Linked DNA regions of Mus musculus: region 2 is linked to region 1. A link is a contact called in public promoter capture Hi-C data. All regions are on one chromosome and are shown on one strand. Each heading gives the region's core, a stretch centred on a gene start, on an enhancer-like site or on the middle of the called end of the contact. The rest is flanking DNA. Distances are from core to core; before and after follow the strand shown. Region 1 has its middle 120 kb from the start of Gm32531. Region 2 holds the start of Cdh5 (cadherin 5).

Region 1 (6,320 bases), core at 1,760-4,259:
GTGTGTGTGTGTGTGTGTGTGTATGTGTGCATGTATGCCTTCTCTCCCAACAAGAAGGGAGTCATACCTAGAGTACATTAATAAATAATTCCTTATGTGCATGATTTTTAAAAAGACAAAGCATTTTATAAAAGTACCTCAGCTGTGTTGGTTATTTTTCACCTCCTACATGGCTCCTAAATAGACTACCAAGGCCCTCTTGTAGTATTTTCCTTTCTAATTGAATGGCTTTACACTTTCCCTGGGCTATACTGAAATGAGTCCTCCTCCAGAGCCCAGCCTAGCGAATTCGTCACCTCTGCACAAGCTTTAGAGAATACCACAGGTGTTCTCACTAGTTGACTTACATTGTTTTTCATACAAAGACACACATTAAGGGTATTAAGTTGTATGACTTTGGACATGAAAAGGCATCTTAAGAGGAATCCTTTTTTTAAGGTAGTCTGAGGACTGGATGGTTCGTATGTTTTACACTGAATTCCAGAGCATCATAATGATGGAGCAATATACAAATTATCACTATCAACCCAATATTACAGTTTTCATTTTACAAATGAAACTTTCCAAAGCACCTAGAAATAGATGAGGCAGGATTCGAACATGTTTTTCTCTAATGGCAAATATCCTTGTTTTGCCTCAGCCTCGCTCTGCCTTCTGAGTATACATCATCGGAAGAGCTGTCTACAAACTCCCCCTTATTCCTTCTGAGCACTTACAGTCAAAGCAAAGTCACCTTCTGTCTCCACCTTGTCTCTGACTTGAACTTGAGATGATGTCATGGGATAGCCAAATTAAATCAGGACAGATTTATCCAAGTCTTACTTCATTGGAGATGCTGTGCGAGGTGTCGAGTAACTACACTGTCCTTCCCACAGGAAGCTAATTCCTTCACACAGAGATAGAAAGACAAGTACAGGGAGAATTTAGATCCTAATTATGGTCAGCCCCAGCCCTGAGTTCCTCCTCTCTTTCCAAGGCCATAAAGCTTTGACTGTATGCCTGTAAGCCTGTCAGACCCACACTGTCCTCCTTACTACCCTCAAGCTCTTTCTACCCAATGTTCAAAATCCCCAGAGTCTACCACTGCTCTCCCTTTGAGAGCCATTCACACCTCCCCATTGCAACCATTATAAGCATTGCTAGTGTCCCCAAATTGGGATCTACTCTCTGTAGCCTAGAAGATTTAAACAACTTTGAACATTTTTGAGCCTTTATATTTATTTTATGTGTACAGGTGTTGTACCCAGTGCATGTCTCTGCCAGTTACCTGAAGAGTCCAGAGTGGGGTGTTAGATCCATGGACCTGGAATTCCAGACACTTGAAACACTTGTGAGCCTTCATGCTGGAGTTGGGAATCGAACCCTGGTCTTATCGAAGAACAGTTAATGCTCTTAACCACCAAGTCATCTCTCCAGTTCCAAATGAAGCGCTTTTGAAACAATTCCCACCGTACAAATTCCAGGGTTAATTTTGCTTTTACATGTTCAACTTTTGTCATAAATCTTTTACTGCTCCAAATGTTTCACAGATGTAAGCAACTAAGAAAATAAGGTACGCTCCAAAGGAAGCCTTACTTACCAACTTAAACCAACCAAATGAGGAAAAACTGCCTTAAGGACCCTCTGTCCCCTGTATTTCTTTTCTAATGCCAATCACCCAGTTCCCCTCTGAGACTCTGTGTGAAACTTAGGGCCTATGCAGAGCTGTTTAAAAACTCTGGCCTGTGAAATGAATCCAGCTCATTAAGCCTAATATTCAAGGCTCTTCTGTCTGACAGACTTAAAAGCCATCCCCTAGGGTTACTCCGACATTCAAGGTAGTTGGACCATTCCTGACACATGATAAATATCTGGCAAATGTAGTTTGTTTTAATAGTTGTTTCTAATCTTTCGACCATTTGTAGATCTTTACCTTCTATTATGTTATTTAAAGGCCAATACTCTGTTTTCAGTCCCCAATCAGCTCTCTCTTGTCATTCTTTTCTTTCTTACCCTAAAATTTCGTACATATCTAATATCTGTATGCAGAGTCCCATCCCTCTGCCAAGGCCCACTGCCTTTTGGATTATTATCACAGCAGAAACCATCTCTCCCAGCTCTGAATGTTTACAGACTTGCACCAGGACTCTCCTAGGGCCTGGCTCCATTATTAGTCTGCAGGTCTATTCCTTCCCTCTCAGCTTAAAGTGCATGCTGAGCCTGGGTCATTTCTCCCCATCCCCCTGCTCCTACCCGCAGAGGCAAGAGGCGAGTCCTCTGTAAACACAGAATAAATGAAGACAACCTGCTCTATCCCTTCGAATTGCCATGCATTGCCATATCTTGAGCCTTGGGACTGCTGAATTAAGCAAAGACATCTGTGATTATGAAACAGCCCCTATCCCCATAATGCTATTTAAAGGCAAAAGTGCCATGGGAGAATAACAGTGCAACTCAACATATTTCAGGTTGAATGATTCTGAATGTCAGATTTGGCTTCTTCCTGGGAGGCTCCTTTGTGACAAGAGTTCCCTTCCCGGCAAACACTTGCTTCGGGGTTCCCATTACCACCACCCCTTATGGTGTCTCACAGCTCTACATAAGAATGACTGTCAGAGAGTAGCCGCCTATGGGTCTGGGCCTGGTTCTGTGACCCTTCTGATCACTCTGGCCCAGCCCTGGCTCACCCGACTGCCTCAGCCTCCTCTGGATAGAGTGTTTCCTGGAAGCCTCAGGAGAGGGACTCGGGATACTGTAAAGCACAGCTGTGATCGCGTTCTCTATCTCATCCCTTCTTTAACAGCTTCAATGGTTCCGCATCGTAAGTGCCACATCTCTCGCAGTGTGAGCCACGGCATCTCATCAGAAGCATCTGGAACACGCACCAAAATGTATTCTCCTGAGCTCAGTCCTGAACCTAACGAGGCTGGATATGCTGTGGCTTTTTTTTTTCTTTCTGTAGCTTCAAAGGTGATTTCGATGTTTGTACAAGCACAGGCAACCCATACTTAAGTAAAGCAAGATGTTCCTTTCAGCATTACCATGTGAGCCAGTCTGTCTCTCAGCAGAGTCGCATCAAAGCCCTCGTTGCTGTTTCCCTTTAGTTTTCGTGGGTTTTCCATGCATACAAAATGGGTCAGTGACACTGGAAGCAGCTGGGCCCTTGCCACCTCTGTCCTTGAAAGGCTGTTTCCTTTGAACCTTTCTCTCTTCACCTGTGTGAAAGACAGACAGACAGACACACACACACGCACACACCATAAAATTCATCTATTTCCCTTGTGCTCTCTCGGAAGCATTGCTCCTGCCACAAAACCTTCTGTCTGTCTCTTTAGAGGGTTCAGCTGTCTTCATTCCTGCTGCCTTCTCCACCTCCCAAGTCTGTGTGCTGTGAGTATTGATCTACCTGCCTGTCCCCCATTAGTCACCTGCCACTGAAAGCTGGAACCCTGCACAGATGCAATCAGTATGACACGGTGCTTGTAAGCTACAGAAACACATAATGTGGGTGCTCCCCTTAAGCTTCCTTGCTGAAGGCAGGGCGTATTGCTGAATCCCACAGATCCTCAGTTTGTTTATTTAAACAAAGATGGCCACAGTATCACTACCTGATTCCACGTTTTAAGAGTTAAATATGATCATGTATGTGGAGGCCAAATAACAATATCCAAATGTACAAGAACCAGGTATACTTTTACTGTTAGGGGTGTTATTATTATATTATGATCTTATTATCTTAAGTGAAACAATAATGCCTATCCCAAAGAGATAATAAATAACTGTAAGTATTGTCTGCTGGTAATGCTACAGATAGAGTCTGGTTATTTGGTAAGAAAAAATTAATGAGATAGTACGAGGTCCCACCCCTTACTTTTTATGATATTATTTTCCTGGCTTTGGTAGCTCATGATGCAGAACGGAATCCCGAAATGGAATTTATATGATTTCTGATTGTTTCCCCATGGAGCAAGCTGGACCATGCCACAGTGGAGGCATAACCATGAAATAGGCTGCTGAGAATTGTCCCCACACAAAAGGAAGCAGGCTTGAATTACAAGGTATGTGAGCATCATAGATAATGCATAGGGAAAGAGGAAGAAAACAGTAGTACTCACAGAATGATGCTAACATTCTCTGTGCATCCTTTGAAGTACTTTATTCAGCCAAAAGACATTTATTAAGCACATCATAGGCAATCACTTGACTAATAGTAATACAAAACAAAATCTCTACACTAGATGACTACTGATTAGACAGAGTTCCTGCCCCTGATGAATTTATAATTTTATGGGAAGAATCAAGAGAGAAAATAATAACAAGTCATTTTTTCTACTTTGTACGATGGAACATGTAAAAATCCATCATAGGAATGAAGCTTTTACATGTGGTAGCACAAGGGGCCACTACTTTGTCCTGGCTATGCATTGGGACAGTTTGTCTCCCTCTACAGTGATGTGAGGGTGTCTACTCTTCAGATTCAGGCCATAATTGCAAAATGACCAGAGCAGTGAAATGTGTTTCCACTTTGGCCTCCTAACAGCCCATCATGGAGCTTAAATTCTATTTCTTAGTTGGTTGTACATTAAGTCTTTTTATGAAGGGACTAAAATAGCAATGAGCATATATTTAATGGCACCACAGTGGGGGTTTGCAGCCATTCTGAGCTACATAGCAAGTTCAGAGTAACCTGGCCTGAACAAAAGGCCAGCTATATAACATATAATACATGAATATGTATGTTTATATATATATATATATATATATATATGTATGTATATATGTATATATACATATATATACACATATACTATACACATACATATACACATATACAGTTATAGGCTGCCATGAGGTATTATCAAGCATCCTAGTTAATTATTTTTCCCGTATCATTCCCTTCTCTAACTGACCTTCCTATGTGTCTTCAGACTTAAATTCCCTTTTTCATTATTCCCCATTCCTTCATTCATACACACTTTTAAATTGGAGTGACCTACATAAAGGCAGGGGAAAAAATTTGTTCCCAAAATCTATACATTATCAAACACAAATCCAAGTTCCTGAGGAATATGATACCTCCCTTGGAGGTGTTAATCAAGACCATCCTGGGTACCCACAAAATAATACAGGGTATTACTACCACTCTTGGTTTGTCCACTAGAACTTGATGGTAAGACCCTACTACTGAAGACACCACACATCGTGTCCACAAGATGTAGAGAAACCAAGCTGGTACTGCCATGGAAGATGTCTCCCTCCTTGGCACTTTTCATAATGCTCAAAGGTGGTCTGCAGACTAAGGAGAAAAGTTAGCAACAGTCCTACTCAGATATGAATCCTGAAAGCTATAGTAACGACCAAGCAGATGAGATGCTTAGTGGTTCAGTAGTGGTATAAAAATCATGGGAGTAAACAACAGAATTTTATTGGATTTAAAATATACTTTATAATATAGAACTTGTAAACTTGGCCAGAGTCCTAAAGTTAGCGAATCCATATGACCTAGGGGAGAACCTAGTATTAAATGTACATAGGATTATGCTGCCATCTATATTTTATCCTTGAATCCATAGATTACTGCAATTCTCATCATTGATTTGAGAAGACTCTTTTTTCTGAAGTGATGGATGGAGGTTAATATGGAGGACCACACTGGTCAAAGTGCGGAGAATAACTGATTACAGAGTTCTCATTACTAAATGGGACATCTATATCACATGATCTCAAAGACTCAACATATGCTGGAAGTTGGAGTAGAAGGATCTTAAGGGCTAGAGGACCATTGTGAGAAACCATCCTTTGTACACGATAGGGCTGAGATACCCATAACACACAATAGCTGTGGCTGTTTTCACAAAACTTGCAGAGAAGCAAACTAGCATGGATGGAGAGAGTCCTTGTGACACCTGACTTCTAGCTAAGAGGACAGAGGCAACTGACAGCTCCTGGAAGAGGAATGGCCAATTTCCTTCAGAGATGTGACTACTAGCAGGTTTCCCATGCTCCGCCAGACAGCCCTTCACACACATTCACGAGAGCAGCAGAATAGGGCCTCAGTGGGTTATGAAAAAACAAATAAATAATAAGATGAAGAAGACATGAAGTTGGGTAGGGCATGTAGGGGACTAAGGAGTAAGTAGGGAAAGTGATGGGGAAATAGCAAAATATTTAGTGTACCTATATTGTGCCATCTTTATTTGATGTTAAATACATCATATTTTACCTATCAAAATGCACGATTCATATTTTCATAACAAGTCCAATCCACAATTGTGTTGCTTTTACTGTACATTATGCATTCCCCTACTGCAGTGTCCTATGTATGTAGCAATATTACTGCC
Region 2 (6,453 bases), core at 2,756-5,255, 950 kb after region 1:
AGAACTCCAGAAACTCCAATAAAGGCTCTCTCCTTCCTGGTCTGGGCTTGTTTTGTTTTGTTTTTGTTTTTGTTTTTTATTCAGTCTGGGATGCCAGCCCATAAGCTGGTGCTGCCCGTATACAAGATGGGCCTTTCTCCTTAGTGAGAGCTCTCTGGAAATCCTCTCACAGTCACATCCAGAGGTTTGTCTTCTAGGTGACTCCAAATCTAGTCAAGTTGCCAGTGAAGAGGAACCATCACAGAGCTCTGGGGGCAGGCTTTGCCACTGGACAGATGAGGACTAGAGTTGGGGGGTGGGGGAGGACTTTCCAATGGGAATGGGAATCAGATAGACTAGGTGAAAGGTACTGCTTTTGGGCTGAGCATTAAAGGGTTGCTCCCAACCCTTGGCTGGCACAGTGAAGAAGGAAAATCATCTCGGAAGAAAAGGACAGCTTGGGCAAATGCTCAGAGGCAGGAAGCATGTGTGGCCATCCTGAGCTGAACTACTGTGTTCAGCAAGGCCAGGCAGACATATCCAGGAAGGAGCTTAGTTGGAGCTAGGCACAAGTACATGAAGCAATACTTGGTGCTGTAATAGATTAGATCCAACCCCTGCTCTCAAGGCCATCCTATCTGAGAGAAGTTATAAAGCCTAGGACACAGAGGCACACAGTAGGAGTCGTACTAGGAGCCTCAGAATAGCTTCTGTTATCAGAAGCATCATATGAAGAAAAGGGAAAATTTGGAGCAGCCAAACCTGACTGCAGAGAGACTATGGGGAGGTTTGCTGCCACCAGACAACTTCTCCGAAGGAGATCTGCTCCCTGTTCTTCAGCGACACTAAGCTCAGGCAGGAGTACCAAGTAGTCAGCCCACACTGGCAAAAACAAGACAAAACAAAAGGGCATCAAGAGCCAGGCATGACTGGTGTAAACCCTGTGAAGTCAGTATCTGAGAGACTGAGGCAGTAAGATCATGAGTTAGTGCCCAGCCTGTGGGCTATCTGGGGGAAAAGGGTGGGGGGGGGGGGAAGAAGGAGGAGGGGGAGGGGAGAGGGAGGGGAAGGAGGAGAAAGAGGAAGGAAGGGAGAAAAAGAAAGAGAGGAGGGGAGGGGAGGGGAGGGGAGGGGAGGGACCAAGGCAGGAAGACAAGCTAGCAGTAATGCTGGCCAAACGAGATACAGCTGATCACTTGGCTCCCAGGCAAGGCAGCAGTGGGCTGGGAGGGGCTGGGAGGAATGCTGGGAGCCCCGCGCGTGAGCTCCTCAATGTGAGCGCTCAGCCACAAGGCCTAAGGGGCTGCCAGACTGTAGATATTGGGGGTTCATCTCCAGCCATTCTGTCTCCACATACCTCAGGTGAGGGCAAGGGATCTGCATTTCCAACTCCTCTCTCCACCCTAATGATCCTGAGGCTTGAGGACCATGCTCATTAAAAAAATATATTTATTTTTATTGTATGCATATTGGTATTTTGCCTCTCTATACATCTGTGCAACCATGGGCATGCAGTGCAGGAGGGAGCCAGAAGATGGCATTAGATCCTCTGGAACCAGAGCTACAGACACCTATTTGTGGCCAGAAAGGTACTAGTAGCAGAAACAAGGTCCTCTGGAAGAGCAACTGATGCTCTTAGGTACTGAAGCATCATCCTGCCCCAGAGACCACTCGCATATGAAGCACACATATTCAGTCTGCCTTACTTGTGTTAATGATTGCCAGTGTCCCTCTGACCTCCTAGCCCTGAAAAGTGTGGCCTGAAGGTCATTTCAGAGACGGGGAGAGCTGCTCAGAGAAGCCAATCGGCGAGTCTAGGACACACAGACAGGATCTAGTCCCAGAGTTCGCTAGCCTAGGTGAGCGTCCCCTGGCCCCTTATACCACTTCCTTCTCCAGCTTGCATCTAATCTGCTCTGGCAGACCATCGTGTTTCCTGTCTTCCTGGCAGCCTCCAGCACGCTCAGTGCTACTCCCTGCGCATGCGCCCTCCTCCCAGTACCTTCTCTGACTCCAGTGGGCTTGGAGTGCGAGGAGGAAGGGTGAGGAAGGGGTGAAATCAGGTATTGGATCCACAGGGGGTCTGAAGAGCACTAGCCTGGCCTTTTGGGACTGAACTTCTGCTATGAAGACCTCCACTGCCATCCCTGGAGTCCGGGGCACATCCAAGGCTTGCCTGTCCATCGTTTACTGTTTACAGATGACAACAATGACTGTGTTCGGGGCAGAAATATCCACCAGGGCTAGAGTACAAAAGGAGTTTGCATTGATGGCCGGACAGGCCCTGTCCCTGGCAGCCTGCCAGCGCTGAGTATGAGACCCAGCGGGAAGTGCTACCCTGGCAGACGTGTCCACTGAGTACACAGACCACCAAGGCAGGCAGCTCTCGGGGAAGCTGTCTATGCTGGGCCAGCCCACCTTGAGGGCAGGGAACAGAACAGATTGTGGCAGAGAGGAAAATGTGGAGCTTCTGTTTGTTCACAGACACACGCACTCGCCCACGCACGCACGCACGCACGCACGCACGCACGAATGCACGCACGCAGTAGTTGAATGCTATGGATTCCGCTCAGAGCTGAGAACAGCCCCAGCGACAGTTCCCTGGCCTCTCTCCTTACTCTGATGTCCTCATCTGTCTTCACATGGTCTCAGGACGCTAATACTCCATCCTAATGTACACTCCTTTCCCTGGGCCTCCGTTCCAGTTCAGTTCTCAGAGGACCTGGAGGGAGTGATTGGCTACACCAACTTTGCTTTCGTTCACCAAGCCCATGTCTCTACTTGGGTGTCTAATGGGCATCTCCAACATTACCTACCCCAAACAGAAAACCCTTTCTTCCCCCCACCACACCCCACCCTACCCCCACAGTATTTTCTCCATGCCCGGAAAGATCTGCTCTCTTATGGTCCCTCTTTGCCTCACTGAAAAGCAGGACAAGTTGGGGACTTCCCAAACTTTTATGCATGAAGAAACCCAGGCAATTTGCCAAAAGGTACACTCTGGGGGTCTGTCATTTACTCTGAGCCAGAACCCTGAAATTTTTACTAACCCATCACATAATGAATGAAGAGAATCTTTTTCTTTTTTTTTTTTTTTCTTTTTTTTTGGTTTTTCGAGACAGGGTTTCTCTGTATAGCCCTGGCTATCCTGGAACACACTCTGTAGACCAGGCTGGCCTCGAACTCAGAAATCCACCTGCCTCTGCCTCCCGAGTGCTGGGATTAAAGGCGTGCGCCACCACGCCTGGCTGAATGAAGAGAATCTTGACCTCATCTCCCCAGCCTCTTGGTCCTGAGGGACCCTGGTCTACCTACTGCTTTGCTGTCTTCTTAGCTCTTCTTACTTTTTTGCTGACTCAGACCTATGGCTATCTCCATTATACAGATGAGGAGACTGAGGCATGGATCCCTGGTTGGTCCATGGTCACGTGAAGCCCATCACCCAGTATTTGTAAAGTGAGATGGGCCAGGCTGGTACCTTGGAACTGAAACTCACACTGCCCTACCTGGAAGAATCTGACAGGCAAAATCTGCTGCTGAAAGTGATTGTCTGTCACGTTTCTCAGCTGCCCGACTCTGAGAACTCCACAGCCCCCTTTCGTTCCACCATACTACAGAGTCGCCACGGAAAGCCGGCTCTGTGGAGAAGCTGAGGTAGCTGGGTTTCTGTCTGGGTTACTCTGTCCAGCGAGGAAACAAGTACCTTAGACCCACTAAGCCTCTGCTTTCTGAACTGTAAAGTGGGGGATATGACACCTGCCTCCCAGGGATGGCTGAATGCTCTGGCAGAAGCTTAGAGCCCCCACAGCTACCCCTAGGCTCACAGCTCCTCCGATGAGACCTAGAATTGAGGTATGAGTTGAATACCCCAGGCAGGTCCAAGGCTTCCACGGGCCCAGGCTGACCAAGCTGAGGCCGCCCACCGTAGGGCTTGCCTATCTGCAGGCAGCTCACAAAGGAACAATAACAGGAAACCATCCCGAGGGGAAGTGGGCCAGGGCCAGTTGGAAAACCTGCCTCCCTCCCAGCCTGGGTGTGGCTCCCCTCTCCCCTCCTGAGGCAATCAACTGTGCTCTCCACAAAGCTCGGCCCTGGACAGACTGCAGTGGAGAGAGCCTTCTGCTCACGGACAAGGTAAGTGAGACTCCCAAATCCCTCTCTACTCCTGTCTCATGGAGATAAAACTGGGAGAGTCCTGGCTTGCCCGTATGGGATGGCCACTGTAGGACTCTCAAGGGAACACAGCCTCTCCGGAGCCTGAGTCTCTCTGCTGGGGCCAGGGTAGGGCTAAAAAAAATGCATATCTCTTAGTGTGCAAGGACACAAACGGTTATCTCAGAACCAATGTTCAAGAAAGACTCAGCAGCCTTGTAAGTAGACTGTCGTACTCAGGGAAACTCCAGTGACCTGGAGCTTCTATGACTACCAGGCTCAAAGAGGATAGGATTTCCACTGTCACTCAGCAAGGACAAGGGCAGAGGACTGGAGTCTGGACCTTGGATTTGAGTAGGATCTGCTTTGTGTGGGATGGACAAATAACGGCTCTGTGATTCCCTTCCCTATCTACCAGGATTAGCTCTGCCTTCTGCCCAAAGGACAATCTGGTCCAGAGCTAAAGAGATAGATTTCCCAAGGTCTGACTTATATTCCCCTGCCCCGTTATCTCTACCTACAACACCTCGAGGGACTAGGGTGGGATTTGGGGAGCTGAAAGGGGTACTCGTTCCCTCTGTCAATATCTCCCACTTTCAAGATGGGCCTTCTGAGGTTCAGCTCTGGGCACTTGGAGTCCCATTTATGAGCCCTCTTCCCTCATCTCCCCTAGACTCTCAGAGCCTGCTTTGTGTTTCGGCAGTTGCAGGCAGGAAGGTAGCCTGTAGTTTCTCCCCCAACACCAGATACTCAGAGCCCAGAGCTCAAGAATTCTTGTGGCCGTACAGCTCAGCAAAGTCTCTGGAAGGCCCTAGAGACAAGGACCTCTGAGCCAAAAGCCCAGCTCAGAGACAGTGACCCTCGGCACTGATCCCAGCCTACTCACTTCGGTGTGGCCTTGGGACGGTAACCTAAGGTCTCCAAACCTTCATTAGGAGAGGACATTTTTGGATGCAATTCTATTCACAATCTGTGGTGAGCGGTGGAGATGGTTCATGCAGAAAGAATATTCCGACAAAACAATGGCTCCTGGATTTACTATCCAGTCCCAAGGAGGTAGATAGGGTAACTCTGTACTCAGAGACAACAACAGAGATCCAGAGGAGAGTTAGTGTGAAAATTGAGTCAGAATGACGATGGGAACTTAGATTTAGTCCTCCTCAGCACGGGCTCTTCCTGGAACCTGTGACTACATGGGGTCTCTGGCTTCTAGACCATAAAGTTGTAGAAACATCTTCAGTCCTTACTTGTGATATACACTCTTGGCTCTGGGCTTAACTCCTAATGAGAGGCAGATAGATAGCCAGGGAATCCTGAGTGGATTTACCCACTACCCCATAGCCATAGGTGGCTGTGAATACCACAAAGATTTGAAACCACAAAGCACAAGTCTCACACCTCCTGTTAGGGGGTCTCACCCATGTGAAAGGAAGGGCCAGAGTAAGAGAGGCCATATACTTAGCTACCCCTGCTGCAAGCACCTCCGGGCATCTGCGTTCATTAGTTACCCCTGGAGGAATGTGGCAGGCAAGCAAGACTCTAATGACAGTGGATGACTTCAAGGTTGGAAGCTTGAAGGGTCTGGGAGGCTGGTGGGTTCTGGGTTCTTTAGAACTGGGTTGAATGCTGAGTCGCAGAGAGGATTTTGACAGCCCAGAACAATTAGTGGGCAAGAAAGACACAAAACTCTCCTGCATCTGGCCTGAGCCCAGCCATTTGCGGACTGGAAAGTACCAGGTGACCCCAAGGGGCCAGGGGCAGCTGATCCTCAGGGCAGTCCTTCAAATTCTAACTTTTCACAATTAGGAGCTAGAAGAAGTTCCCAGTACCTTGAAGGGGTTAACCTGCCTACCCCGTAGTCTCAGCCCGACCATTGTGCAGCTAAACAAGAACCGGACATAGAGCAGGAAGCCTGAAGGGCCACACTTTTTTTCTCCCAAAGTTAGATGAGTCACAGTTGCACGGGAACCTCGGAGACACCAGCCACCGTTCTAGCAAAAATCTCAACCCCTGGCTGAGTGGACCATTTCTGGTTGCTTCCATCACCTCCTTAGCACCCCCTCAGTTGACATGAATAATTCCCAAGTGACTGATGGGACCTCTGGAATCCAGAGAGGCTAGCCAGACATGTGGCCACATAGTATAAAGTGGGAAAGGGATAGGGCTGACCCCATAGCCATACTCTATATTGAAATTTAGAGAAGAGGCAATCATATACAATTTAGACCACCACAGCCAGTATAAGGATAAACTGGGAACTGCCCTAAGAGAATGGTTCTACTGTTGTTGGAGAAATATAAAAAGTTCATCATAACCCTGCTC

The links. Promoter capture Hi-C pulls out the DNA fragments that hold promoters and counts their contacts.
Region 2: a contact with region 1 is called in a promoter capture Hi-C map of hippocampal neurons, with 4 times the contacts expected there. The contact joins the promoter of Cdh5 here to the enhancer-like site in region 1. A contact is called at or near these places in 7 of 39 promoter capture datasets (the 3T3-L1 cell line, cranial neural crest, hippocampal neurons and 4 more).

What each region holds. Positions count from the first base shown.
Region 1 is chr8:103,146,017-103,152,336 of GRCm38.p6, forward strand. No RefSeq gene overlaps it. Among named protein-coding and RNA genes, the nearest start is that of Gm32531, 120 kb to the right of the region's middle. Within about 2 kb of position 3,010, at least 13 of the 459 cell types and tissues checked have an H3K27ac peak or open chromatin away from gene starts, as enhancers often do.
Region 2 is chr8:104,097,620-104,104,072 of GRCm38.p6, forward strand. It overlaps Cdh5 (cadherin 5), which reads left to right and starts at 4,006. Exons shown (of 12, transcript NM_009868.4): 1 at 4,006-4,113. All of the region lies in intron 1 of Gm29682 (predicted gene, 29682), which reads right to left.